2 separate regions of the Sus scrofa genome follow, and region 1 is linked to region 2. Evidence: chromatin contacts called from public HiChIP or PLAC-seq data. All regions are on one chromosome and are shown on one strand. The core of a region is the stretch at or near the end of the contact, and the rest is flanking DNA. Distances in the headings are between cores, read along the strand shown. Region 1 holds the start of SLC27A3 (long-chain fatty acid transport protein 3). Region 2 holds the start of NPR1 (atrial natriuretic peptide receptor 1).

Region 1 (5,977 bases), core at 1,478-3,977, 71 kb before region 2:
CACTCCAGGCTCCTCCCCCTCCCCTTCCTCTCCCTCCCACCCCTGGACAACTGTTCCAGTAGCTTCTGCCCACTGCCCATCTCCCTGTCTCTGTGGCTCTGCCCAGGATCTGTGCCCACGCACCGGGGGCTGGTTGACAAGGTATCGGCATAACTCCCCAATGTACTGGAACACCGTCACCCTATGCTGCTGGCAGTCCTCCCAGAACTGACCAGCTGAGAACTTGGACTTCAGCACCACCGTGGCCCCTGCGAGAATCCGGGAGGGAGGAAGGAGGGGAAGTTAAGAGCTGGTGGGGGCAGGGAGTCCTGAACCGCCCCCCTCCTTCCTCGACACCAGCCTTCCCTGTAGCCAGGTCCCTAGAAAGGCCTGGCTGTGACAGGCACACTTTCCACAGGCCAGCTTGGCCCACCTGTGATTTGGAGAGGCTAATGTCTTCTCCCCACTTCCCATCCCCAAGCAGTCCATCCTGGAACCCTGCCCCCAAATCCCAACCCTTTTCTCCATTTGCCTCTTCCTGGGCTGACACAGCACCGCCACCCCCCCCCCCCAACCTCCTGCTGCCCCCTTGCCTGGCCTTCTGCTAACTGCATGGCCGCCCTAGTTGCTTAGCCTGTAGGTCAGTGCAGGTGACACAGTCTCCATTGAACCAGGAGCTCCTGGTGAGGAGGGCCTGCCTCCTCCTTCCTCTGGATTCTCTACCCTGAAGAACTCAGGAAGCACCCCAGGGAAGCACACCACAGTAGCTACTTAATAAATGTCTGCTGACATAAACATCTGCCAGAGGGCTGAAAGCCGGGTTGGGGAAGGGGAGACTGACCAATGCCCAAGCATCCCACGATGCCCAGCAGGGAGCCGGACATATGGTAGAGTGGGAGGGCGAGGTAGATCACATCCTCCTGGCGGGCACCGCACAGCTGGTAGAACCCCTGGCATTGCAGGACCTTCAGATGACTGATCCGAGCAGCCTTGGGGAGGCCTGTGGGGTGGAGGGTGGCGGTGGCGAGATCAGGAGAAGGGTCTGAGCTCCAGGTTTTGTCTCTCTCTTTGCCCCTGCAGGGTTTCCCCCAGCAAGAGGCAGAGGCAAGACTGAAACTGAGAAGGCAAGCCAGGCTGTCCTAGAAATGTGGGAAGTTCAGGGAGGTGGAGAGGGATGGGAGGGTTGGCAAGGCAGGATATGGCCACTGGGACGAACAACCTCTCCTGGGGCTTTGAGGGGTGGCCGAGAAGCTGAGGAGGTCACAGGTCCTGTTCCCAGGCCCCTGCCTTCCTTGGCTTTAGCTTCTGGGAGGTAAACATCGTGACCAGCTCTCACCTGTGGTGCCAGAGGTGAAGATATACAGGCACGTGTCCATTATGTTCTCGGGGGCAGAGAGGTACCCAGGCACTGGCGCATCCACTTCGGCTGAGACCTCAGCCAGCAAATCGCTGATTCCAGCCGGATAGGTTTCAGAACCTGCAGCCCACAGGTGGAGGCCCATGGCTCTCAGGGCCGGCAGGTCGGGCTCCAGGGACTCCAGGAACTCTGGATGAGGTGGGAAAGCATAGCTCCATGGCTCTAACCACTCTCCAGAAGCTTTCCCCACCCTTTGCCCTGTTCGCTCCCCCAACCCCACTCGCACTGCTCCGGGGTGAGGCTGAAGAGTACGGACGTCCCCTCAGGAGTCTGGGACCTGGAGCCCAACTCTACGGAAATCCTTGGGGAACCAGAGACCCAGCTCCAGCCCTTCGAAAACCCGGAGACTTGTTTCCCCACCCTTTCCGCGCCCCAGGGAAAGCTTGCCGGCGAGTTCCAAGCCCCCCTCTTCTCGGCCCCCCTGACACGCCCCTTTCCGTGGCTGGCCCCGCCCCCGTCTGTCGAGTGCTGCAGCCTTACCTGCGGCCAGCACGAGCGCGCGGGCGCCGCAGCTGCGGAGGCAGTGCAGTAGAGGACCCCGGCGCAGAGCAGTGGGCACAAAGGCGGTGCGCAGGCCGGCCTTGGCCAGCCCGAACCAGAGCCACAGGAACTCTGGGCAGGCGGGGAGCAGCAGCGCCACGGTGGCCCCAGGTGCCAGAGGTGCCGCGCCGTCCCCTTCCCGCCCGGCCCGCGCCGCGCCGCTTCCGGCCGCCGCCCACTGGCTTTCCCCGGCGCCCCGTGGGCCGCCGCCCCCGCCAGACCCCCTGTCCCAGCCTCGCGCGCGCAAAAAGGCGCGCGCAGCCCGGTTGCTCTGGCTCTCGGCCTCCGCGTAGCTAAAGCGCCGCGCGCCGTGAATGAGAAAGGTGTGCGCCGGGCGCTGCTGGGCCAGCTGCGCCAGGCGCCAGGCCAGGCTGCAGCCCCCCTCGGGACCTTCCGGGTTGGCTGCGGCCGCGGCCAGGGCACGCGCTCGAAGGACCCGTTTGCAGCGTAGGGCGCGCACAGTGAAGGCCAAGTCTGCTGCGAGCCAGCGCAATTGCGGCCAGAGGCGCAGCTTCGGCAGCAGCAGCAGCAGCGGCAGCAACAGCAGCAGGGGTAGCAGCAGGAAGGCGGCCATGGTGCCCGCTCCCTCGACTCGGTCCTGTCTGGCCCCAGCCGCTCACAGACTGCCCCGATGCTCCCTTCTACAAAACTGAGGCCGCTGGTTCTAGCGCTTAGACCTCTCCGTCCCGGGAGCGCGCGCGCTGGCACACGCCCCTTCCCACCCACCCAGCCCCCCTCCCCTCGGGCCGAGAGCAGAGGCCCCGGAGGAGTGCTAGTGGGGGACGGCCCCGCACGCCCGGCCCTCCCCACAGCTACGCTCCGCCCCAGGCGCGCTCCCTCCCCGCACCCTACCAGGTCTCGGGCTTGCTCCCGCCCTCCCTCAGTCTCAGGGTCTGGTCCCGTTCCGATTTTCTCTAGGAAGATCTAGGCATCTGGCTGGACTTGGGGCTCCCAGCCAGAGAGCTAGGGCGCTAGGATCCAAGTCTGTCTTTCCCTCTCATCCCATTTTCACTCGTGATGGGAGGGTGACGCTGCTCTCTCCCAGAAGAGACTGAAGAACTCGGCCCCTTGCCCACATGGTGCTGCAAGTCCCGGCAGGACAGCCAGACCCAAGCCTTCCCTCCATCCGCCGCCGCCGCCCCAGGAGATAGGTGGGGTTAAGTAGGGGAAAGGTGGAGGCTCAGTCAGATTTCTGGAGGGGCCGTGGCGCAGAGGCCCGTCCCTTTGGGCAAAGGTACAATAACTGGGGCCAGCCAGTGAATGCTTTCCATCCTGATTTTAATTGGGGCAGAGGAAACCGGGGAAGGAGAGAGGAAGGAAAAAAGGAGGCCTCGGGCAGTTTAGACTTTCAAAGAAAGTTGTAGCAGCTTTGAGGGAAGGGAGAACCCGGGTTCTGTAAGACAAATTTGCAGGCTGAATAGGAGGAGCTGTCTGAAGTCAGCCCAAACCTCTCTCCTCAGCCTGCCACCCAGCCTCCCAGGACAGCAGCGGGACAAAAGCATAGCCAAGGAGCTCTTTGCTGGTACACCTGGCTGGGCAGGTGGCCAGACTGTGGCGGGTTCCTTCTCCAGGTGTCTGAGCCCTCTCCGCTAGGCATGCTTCTGCTCTCTAAGATCCGAGCTGGGAGCCTCTCTCACCGCCCAAGACCTAGTCCTCTCCAGCAGTTGGTAAGCACTAGCATATAACACTGAGAGATGGCTAAGGACAAGACAGCCTTTGGGAGATGGTGTCAGCATTAACTTCTGCCTGGACAGCCCAGTGTCTGGCCTGCACTGCCCGAGGCAGCAAGAAGGATGGGGGTAAAGCCAAGGCCCTCCTGCTCCAGACAAGGAGGTGGGCGGGGGGGGGGGGGGGGGGGGGGGGAAGGGGAAGTTGTGAAGCCACGAGGTGGGGTGCCCATTAAATGGAGACCACCTGTACATGCACAGAGTAAGTGGGGGCAGCAACTCCGGCACGAAAGAGATTCTGGCTTGTTTTATTGTCATTTAAAAACAACTTTTAAAAATTCGATTATCTCTGCCAAAAAAAAAAAAAAAAAAAAAAAAAAAAAAAAGAAACAGAACCAAGGAAATGGGACCATTCTTGACAGTTTTGTGGAACATGTCTCTGGGACTCCCTGGGCTCAAAGTGCCAACCTCAGGCCAACACAAGCCTCCAGGGCATCCCAGGTGGGGCTGTGGCCTCTGCATCTGCCCCATGGAGAGGAGAAGGTGACTTGACCATGTCACAGATTAAATGCCCATTTCATGACTGATGTACGGAGGGCCACTATAAAATGCCTGTTCAGAGCAAATCAAGACGTGGAGGGGGAAGGCGGAAGGGTGCCCGCACACCGTTTGCACTCTCAGTCTAACCTCTCCGGCCAGCTGCCCCTTTGCCATTTCTCTTCTCTGTTGAAACAGCCTCTGGGGAGGCTGCGGGAGGGGGCAGGGGCTGAAGGCGTCCACCGCAGTCCAGGTTGTGTACGGCCTCTGGCTTCAGTGGGAGCAGCAGTGTGTCGGGGGGCTGCAGGCCCCAGAGAGGAGGGAGGAGGCGCCGGGGCCGCATGGCAGCTTCTCAGGCCGGGCTGGAGGAGGCAGCTCGTCCTTCTCACAGGGGAGCTCTGGGATGGGGACAGGGTGTTCCCCGGCATCTCCCCAGCCCTGTTAACCTTTGATTCACCAAGGAGGGGAGGGGGCAGTCCGACTGGGGCGGCAGGGGAGACCCGGGGCCTCAGTCACTGTCAGAGCCCACTGCAGAGGACCCTTTCCGTTTCCGCTTGGTGGGCTTCGGTTTGGTGTCTTCTTCCTCCTGGAAGAGATGCAGGGAGGGAATCACCAGCCTGCGCAGCTGCTGGCCCCAGCTCTGCCCGCACCCCACCTCTCTTTCTCCTCCTGTGCACGGCTGGGTGCCTGGCTAGGGGGTCTCACCGAGGCACTGCTGGAGCCTGACTCTTCCTCAGCATTGGGGGGCTGGGCGGCATTCTTTCGACTTCGGGGGCTGGACAGAGCTGCTTTTCGTCGGCTCTTGGGTGGCTTGGTGGAAGAATCCTCGTATTCCTCGGCCAAGGAGAAGAGATCGCTGAACCTGAGGGAGAGAACCCCGGAGGTGGGCGTCCTGGCCCCGCAGCTGTCCCTCAGCCTTTTCTCTGCCCCTTGCCAGGGTCTCCATTTGTTTTCAACCCCATGGTCTTGCTGATCCTGAGTCCCCGGCAGGGCCCCTCCCCAGGCCTTCTCCAGCTACTCCCTGAGGCCAAGAGCGCAAGGAGCCTCACTTCATCTTGTGGGCTTCGTCACAGCTCGCCTGGACATGCTGCAGAGCCTGCAGAATTGGGGTCTGGCTGAAAACTAGACAGAGAAGGAACGGAGAGTTGGAAGGAGGCACAGTGAGGTGCCGGGGAGCCGCCCCCACCCGGGGCCACAGGTGGTCTGAGCCAGGGCAGCACCACGCACGCGCTGGGCTCAGAGGGGCAGCAAAGCGTACAGTTCTGCTTGGTGTTGGTCAGGTTGAGACGCAGGTTGTCCAGGTGCTCTAGGATCTGCTCCAGAGTCAGCTGGGCCAGCTTGCTGCTGGAGCTCCTCAGGCTGCGGGCAAGTCACGAGAGCCCAAGTCTGAGCTTGGGGTGAGGGCTCTAGGAGCCGGACCCCCTCCCCCACGGGGGTTCCTCTTAAGACAGAGGCAGCCCGTACAGAGAAGGGGACAGGAGGGCTGGGAGGAGGCTAGGCAGGGAAAAGGGGGTGTGCAGAGACTGGGGGCCAAAGACGGGCCACTAGGAAAGGGGGAAGGGGCCACAGTGGTCCTGCATGCCAGGCAGCATCACACCACTAGATGTCGCCCACCAGCCAGGCAGGGACAGCCCTGTTGCCGCCGCAGGGGAAGGTGGGCAGCCTGGCCTGGAGGGGCCTACCTCTGCCTCTTGCGGGGGAGGCTGTTGTTCTTGATGAGCAGGGACTTGATGTGCTCAGCCAGCAGTTCATCATGCTTCATACACCAGTGCCTCAGGATGCTGGTGGTGAACTGGTCGTCTGGGTGGCAGGGCCGGCTCAGCACCATCTTCACCAT
Region 2 (5,451 bases), core at 358-2,857:
CCGGGGCCCAGGAACACAGCGGGGTTGTGCTCCCACTTGAGGTCCACCGCGGTCAGGGGCGCGGCGGTGTCGGAGCAGACGCCCAGTGCGCTCTCGCTACTGCCTAGCACAGTGCGGACCGTCCAACCCGGCAGCAGGTCCGGCCGCGCCTTCACCTTGGCCAGGGCCAGCTCCACCGCCGGTCCCACGCGCGCCCACGACCACGGATAAGAGGTGTTGGCCAGCGGCAGCACCACGGCCACTGTCAGGTTGCCCGCGTAGCTGCCCGGGAGCAGCAGCAACGGCAGGAGCAGCAGCAGGCGCAGGCGGGCGCCAAAGGGGCGCCCGGGGCGCGGCATGGCCTCAGCGGGCACCGCGGTGGACGAGCGCTCCCACCATGGCCTCCAGCGTCCCCTCCGCCTCAGTGGCCGGTCCTGGGCACCAGGCGCGCCCCTGTGGGAGGTAGGAGGAGCGGGGCGGGGACGCTCCCCGCGGAGCACGTTGCCCCCTCCAGCTGCGACAGTCCGCGCCAGGAGCACCAGGGGCGCGCGACCCAGGGGTGCGCCGAGGGCGCGGCGGAGCAGGTGGGTGCGAGGAGAGCTCCGGGGCAGAAAGAACCCGAGTGCGAGTGAGAACGTGTTATGTGTGTGTGCGCGTGTGTTAGGAGAGAGAAAAAGCGTGAGCAAGCGCTCGGTGGAGAAGGATGGTAGAGGGCGCGAGGGAGGGAAAAGGGAGTGTGTGTGTGCGTGAGCGCCTAGCACAGAGACTGTGCCAGAAGGGGCGTCCGGCCGGCCCAAGTCTCCCGCAGTCCGGGGGGACAGGGGAGGACCCAGGCCAAGCTCCGAACCCTCCCTCCCCGCCGCTTCCCCTCCCAGACTCCGCGACCGTAGAGCCAATCCTGGATCTTTAACTCCTTCCTCCCCTCCCAGAAGTCGCCGCCTCTCCGAGCCCCTTGGCCTGAGCGCTTTTCCTTAGGCCGTCTTCCCGCTTCTCCGCGGCCAAATGTCTTCCTACTTCGAGAAGCGGCATCCACAGAAGGGGCTCCCTCTCAGGGAGAACTGAGTAGAGATTTGCGTGGGAACGACAGGGGGTCTCTTGCGTCCCACCTAGTCCCTCCGCTCCTACCTCGTTCCGTCTGGGAAAGAGAGGAGGAGGAGCCGGTTTGGGATCTTGGCCCGAAAAAGTGAGTGTTTGGATGTGAACGTCTAGGGGTGGGGCCGGAGGGTGAGGGTTTCTAGAAAAGGCATTAAAATAGGTGAATCCAAAGTCCCCTTGACCAGTCCATCTAGGATCTCACCCACCCTCAGCTTCCAAATTGAGCGGATTAGTGGAGAAAAAGGACCAGGTGCAAGGGCAGAGTTAACGCTCTCATTCCCAAAAGGCTGTACGAAGTGGGAGGGAGAGCTTGTGGGTGGCTGGCGGGGGAAGAGGTGTGGCCTCAGGGCCCCTCCCGGCTTGTATGTGTTTGGTTTGTATTGAGGGGGATTATTAAAATCAAATTTGTGGGGGTGGCGAGAGACTGTTGCAAAAGACAAGCGGAGGCGTCAATAGGATAGTGTTGGGGGGCCCTTGACGGCTGGGCCGCTGACGGGACAGCTGTGGAATTAGTCTGCCCTCTAATGGTCAGAAGGAGTCATTGACGGTATTGTGGGGCCAACAGCGGCAACCCGGTGCCGAAGCTGGACCAAAGATCAGCAAACTTGAGGACCTAATACGTATTAAGTACCAGCTAGAGGCTCAGCGGGTTAAAGATACGGCGTTGTCACTGCAGAGGCTCAGGTCGCTTCTGTGGCTGAGTTCGATTACTGGCCCAGGAACTTCCACAGCCGCAAGTGCGGGCAAAACAAACAACAAAGAAAAGAAAAACACCCGCTAGATGTTGAGGACATAAAGAGCAATATATATATGCGTGTATATGTACATATATTACACACACACACCCCATTCCTTTGCGGAGGTCTATCAATTTGGGACAAATAGCCCTAAGATAAGTCAGGTAAGTACTACAACAAAGAGAGGGGTAAATTGCTGGAGGTCCAGATAAGTGTTGTTGTTGCTGTTGTTGTTATTATTAGTATTATTATTGTGTTTTTAGGGCCAGACCTGTGGCATTGGAAGTTCCCAGGCTAGGGGTCGAATCTGAGCTGTAGCCGTTGGCCTATGCCACAGCCACAGCAACGCTGGATCCTTAACCCACTGAGCGAGGATAGGGATCAAACCCTGGTCCTTGTGGATACTAGTCAGATTTGTTTCCACTGAGCCACAACAGGAACTCCAGATGAGGGCTATTTTGCTTGCAATGGAGCCAGGAAAATCCCCAAAGAGAAATAATTCAACAAGGGTAGGAGAATGAGAAAGATATTCTGTGCAGAGAAAGCAGAATACGGAAATATGTTTCCTATGTATTTAGGAGAATTTTGAATGTTCTTATGGTCTAGAGCAAATGGTAGCCCATGGACCAACTTAAGATGGCAGGCGTGTTTTGTTTGGCCTGTATTCTCCTGTGCTCTCTGTATATATCTAATTTAATTGCCCACACTTAGAGTTTCTGTCCTGGTGCAGGGGAAACGAATCTGACTGGGAACCATGAGGTTGCAGGTTCAATCCCTGGCCTCTCCCAGTGGGCTGGGGCACCACCGTTTCTGTGCTGTAGGCCAGCAGCTGTAGGTAGGATTCAAACCCTAGACTGGAAACCTTGATATGCTGCAGGTGTGGCTCTAAAAAAAAAAAAAAAAAAATTGCCCGCATTTAAAAATTAGCAGATGCACATGAATATTGGATTTCTGACTTGTGTTAAGATGTTGGAGAGCTGGTAATATAGGTCCTGCATCTTTCCGTGAACAATCGTCTGAACCAAGTATCCATTACTTCTTTGAGATGAGTCTAGTTCATCATAGTTCCTACTCTCCCTGGTCAGTATGTTTTCAACCCTGATCTAGGATGTAAGGTGTTGTAGGTATGTGGTTATAAGGAGAGGAGAGGTTGTAACTGAGGAGGAGAGACAAGAAGGGGCAGCAGAGGGTTGATCCTGCAAGTTTTTGTGCGACAGGCATAATGTCTTTGTCTTACAAGGAGGGCTCCAGAGATTATAGAGGTAGATAGGAGATTGGGAGATTTGGGGGTTTTATTTTTTTTATTTTTGTCCGTGCTGGGGCATATAGAAGTTTCCAGGCCAGGGACTGAATTCACACCCCAGCAGTGACTCAAGGCATAGCAGTGACAACACCAGATCCTTAACCTCTGAGCCACCAGGAAGCTCCAGAAGATTTTTTAAAAAGTTTTATTGAGATAGAATTTTTTTTTGTCTTTTTTTTTTTTTTTTTTTTTTTTTTTGCCTTTTCTTGAGCTGCTCCCATGGCACATGGAGGTTCCCAGGCTAGGGGTCCAATCAGAGCTGTAGCCGCCGGCCTACGCCAGAGCCACAGCAACATCAGATCCGAGCCGCGTCTGTGACCTACACCACAGCTCATGGCAACGCTGGATCCTTAACCCACTGAGCAAGGGCAGGGATCGGACCCACAACCTCATGGTTCCTAGTCGGATTTGTTAACCACTGAGCCACAGCGGGAACTTCTGAGATAGAATTGACATACCATAAACGGTATGCATTTAATGTATACAGTTTGATGAATTTGGACATATGCATACACCTGGGAAACCATCACCACAATATCAAGATAATAAACATTTCCATCATCTCCAAAAGTTTCTTTGTGTCCTTTTGTGTGTGTGTGTGCATGTGTGTGTTAAGAGCACCTAACATGAGATCTATCCTATTAGCAAAATTTTAAATGTATAATACAGTGTTGTTGACTTTAGGGAGATATTTTGTAAGTAGAATCAATTTGACTTCAGGAAGAGAAGACAGCATGTAAATAACTGAAGTCTAAGTGATATTAACCTGTTAGTTGAAACGCTGATGAAGCAGGTTTGGGGGGATGACAACAATTTTCGTTTACTGGGTTTCAGGTGTCTATAGATGGCCAAGTGGAGATGCCCAATAGGCCATTGGATTAGTGGAATGGGAGCTAAGGAGAATTAGACAAAGAAATCTAATTTAGTAATTGAGCTCCTCTTTCAACAATGATGGACTAAATAATTTGTCCAATTCCCAAGCGAGGTTGGAGACAACTAAAAATGTTGGATGAAATGCATTTTAAAATCAAAGAACTCGGGAGTTCCCATCGTGGCCCAGTGGTTAATGAATCTGACTAGGAGCCATGAGGTGCTGGTTCAATCCCTGGCCTTGCTCAGTGGGTTAAGGATCCGGCGTTGCCGTGAGCTGTGGTGTGGGTCACAGATGCGGCTCAGATCCTGCGTTGCTGTGGCTCTGGAGTAGGCCGGCAGCTGCAGCTCCGATTGGACCCCTAGCCTGGGAACCTCCACATGCTGCGGGAGCAGCCCTAGAAATGGCAAAAAGACAAAATAAATAAATAAATAAATAAAAATCAAAGAACTTGAAAGACAATGAGAGCAGGAAAGGACAGGAAAGCAGGAGACCAGAAGTAGGAGGGCTTTTACCCCAGAGTCATTTGCTGATCCAGAATTGGTGGCAGGAAATAGAATGTGTTGGGCAAGTACGACAAAAGTTGGAATCTAAATGGCCCCAAAGGTGATAAACCACCTTTCCTATTTTGGGTTAGGATCCTGAAAGTCTGCACACATAGGGGAAACCCAGGAGGAGGGAAAACCAGAAGTAAACAGAAATTTGCCAAAGCCGAAACTAAGACCCAATCAATGGTTTAACAGCAAGTTAGACTCTACTAAGGAATAAGTAATGAATTGGAAAACAAGAACAAGAAACTGCTCAGAATGAAGCATGGATAAAGAGGAATAAAAAAAATAAAAGAGGGGATTGGAGATATAAAGGCTATCATGAGAAAGTCTGACACTATTTGGTGACCTGAAGGGAGGGAAATAATAAGGTAGAAGCAATATTTTAAAAGCTAATGGCGGAGTTTCCCGTCGTGGCGCAGTGGTTAACGAATCCGACTAGGAACCATGAGGGTGTGGGTTTGATCCCTGGCCTTACTCAGTGGGTTAAGGATCTGGCGTTGCTGTGAGCTGTGGTGTAGGTCGCAGACGTGGCTTGGATCCTGCGTTGCTGTGGCTCTGGCGTAGGCCTGTGGCTACAGCACCGATTCGACCCCTAGCCTGGGAACCTCCATGTGCCATGATGAGAGTGGCCCAAGAAATGGAAAAAAGACAAAAAAATTAAAATAAATAAATAAATAAATAAAAGCTAATGGCTAAGAAACATAAAAAAAGAAAAAAAGAAGGAGTTCCCCTCGTGGCTCAGCAGAAATGAATCTGACTAGTATCCATGAACACGAAGGTTTGATCCCTGGCTTCGCTCAGTGGGTTAAGGATCTGGTGTTGTTGCCTTAAGCTTTGGTGCAGACGCTCCTCAGATCTGGCATTGCTATGGCTGTGGTGTAGGCCAGCAGCTACAGCTCTGATTGGACCCCTAGC

The links. HiChIP or PLAC-seq counts read pairs in DNA pulled down with a chosen protein or histone mark.
Region 1: an H3K27ac HiChIP or PLAC-seq map of skeletal muscle shows a contact between it and region 2, with 12 times the contacts expected there. The contact joins the promoter of SLC27A3 here to the promoter of NPR1 in region 2. A contact is called at or near these places in 4 of 5 promoter capture datasets (fetal liver, fetal skeletal muscle and liver), 22 of 47 Hi-C or Micro-C datasets (adipose tissue, brain, embryonic fibroblasts and 13 more) and 2 of 2 datasets of contacts at active chromatin or transcription factors (alveolar macrophages and skeletal muscle).

Annotation. Positions count from the first base shown.
Region 1 is chr4:95,900,872-95,906,848 of Sscrofa11.1, forward strand. SLC27A3 (long-chain fatty acid transport protein 3) reads right to left here and starts at 2,728. Exons shown (of 10, transcript XM_013997096.2): 1 at 1,877-2,728; 2 at 1,316-1,525; 3 at 821-979; 4 at 124-248. The coding sequence starts at 2,510. It overlaps INTS3 (integrator complex subunit 3), which reads right to left. Exons shown (of 30, transcript NM_001243322.1): 26 at 5,823-5,977; 27 at 5,399-5,499; 28 at 5,190-5,262; 29 at 4,846-5,002; 30 at 4,629-4,726. The coding sequence ends at 4,649.
Region 2 is chr4:95,972,646-95,978,096 of Sscrofa11.1, forward strand. It overlaps NPR1 (atrial natriuretic peptide receptor 1), which reads right to left and starts at 1,608. Exons shown (of 22, transcript XM_021089806.1): 1 at 1-1,608. The coding sequence starts at 338.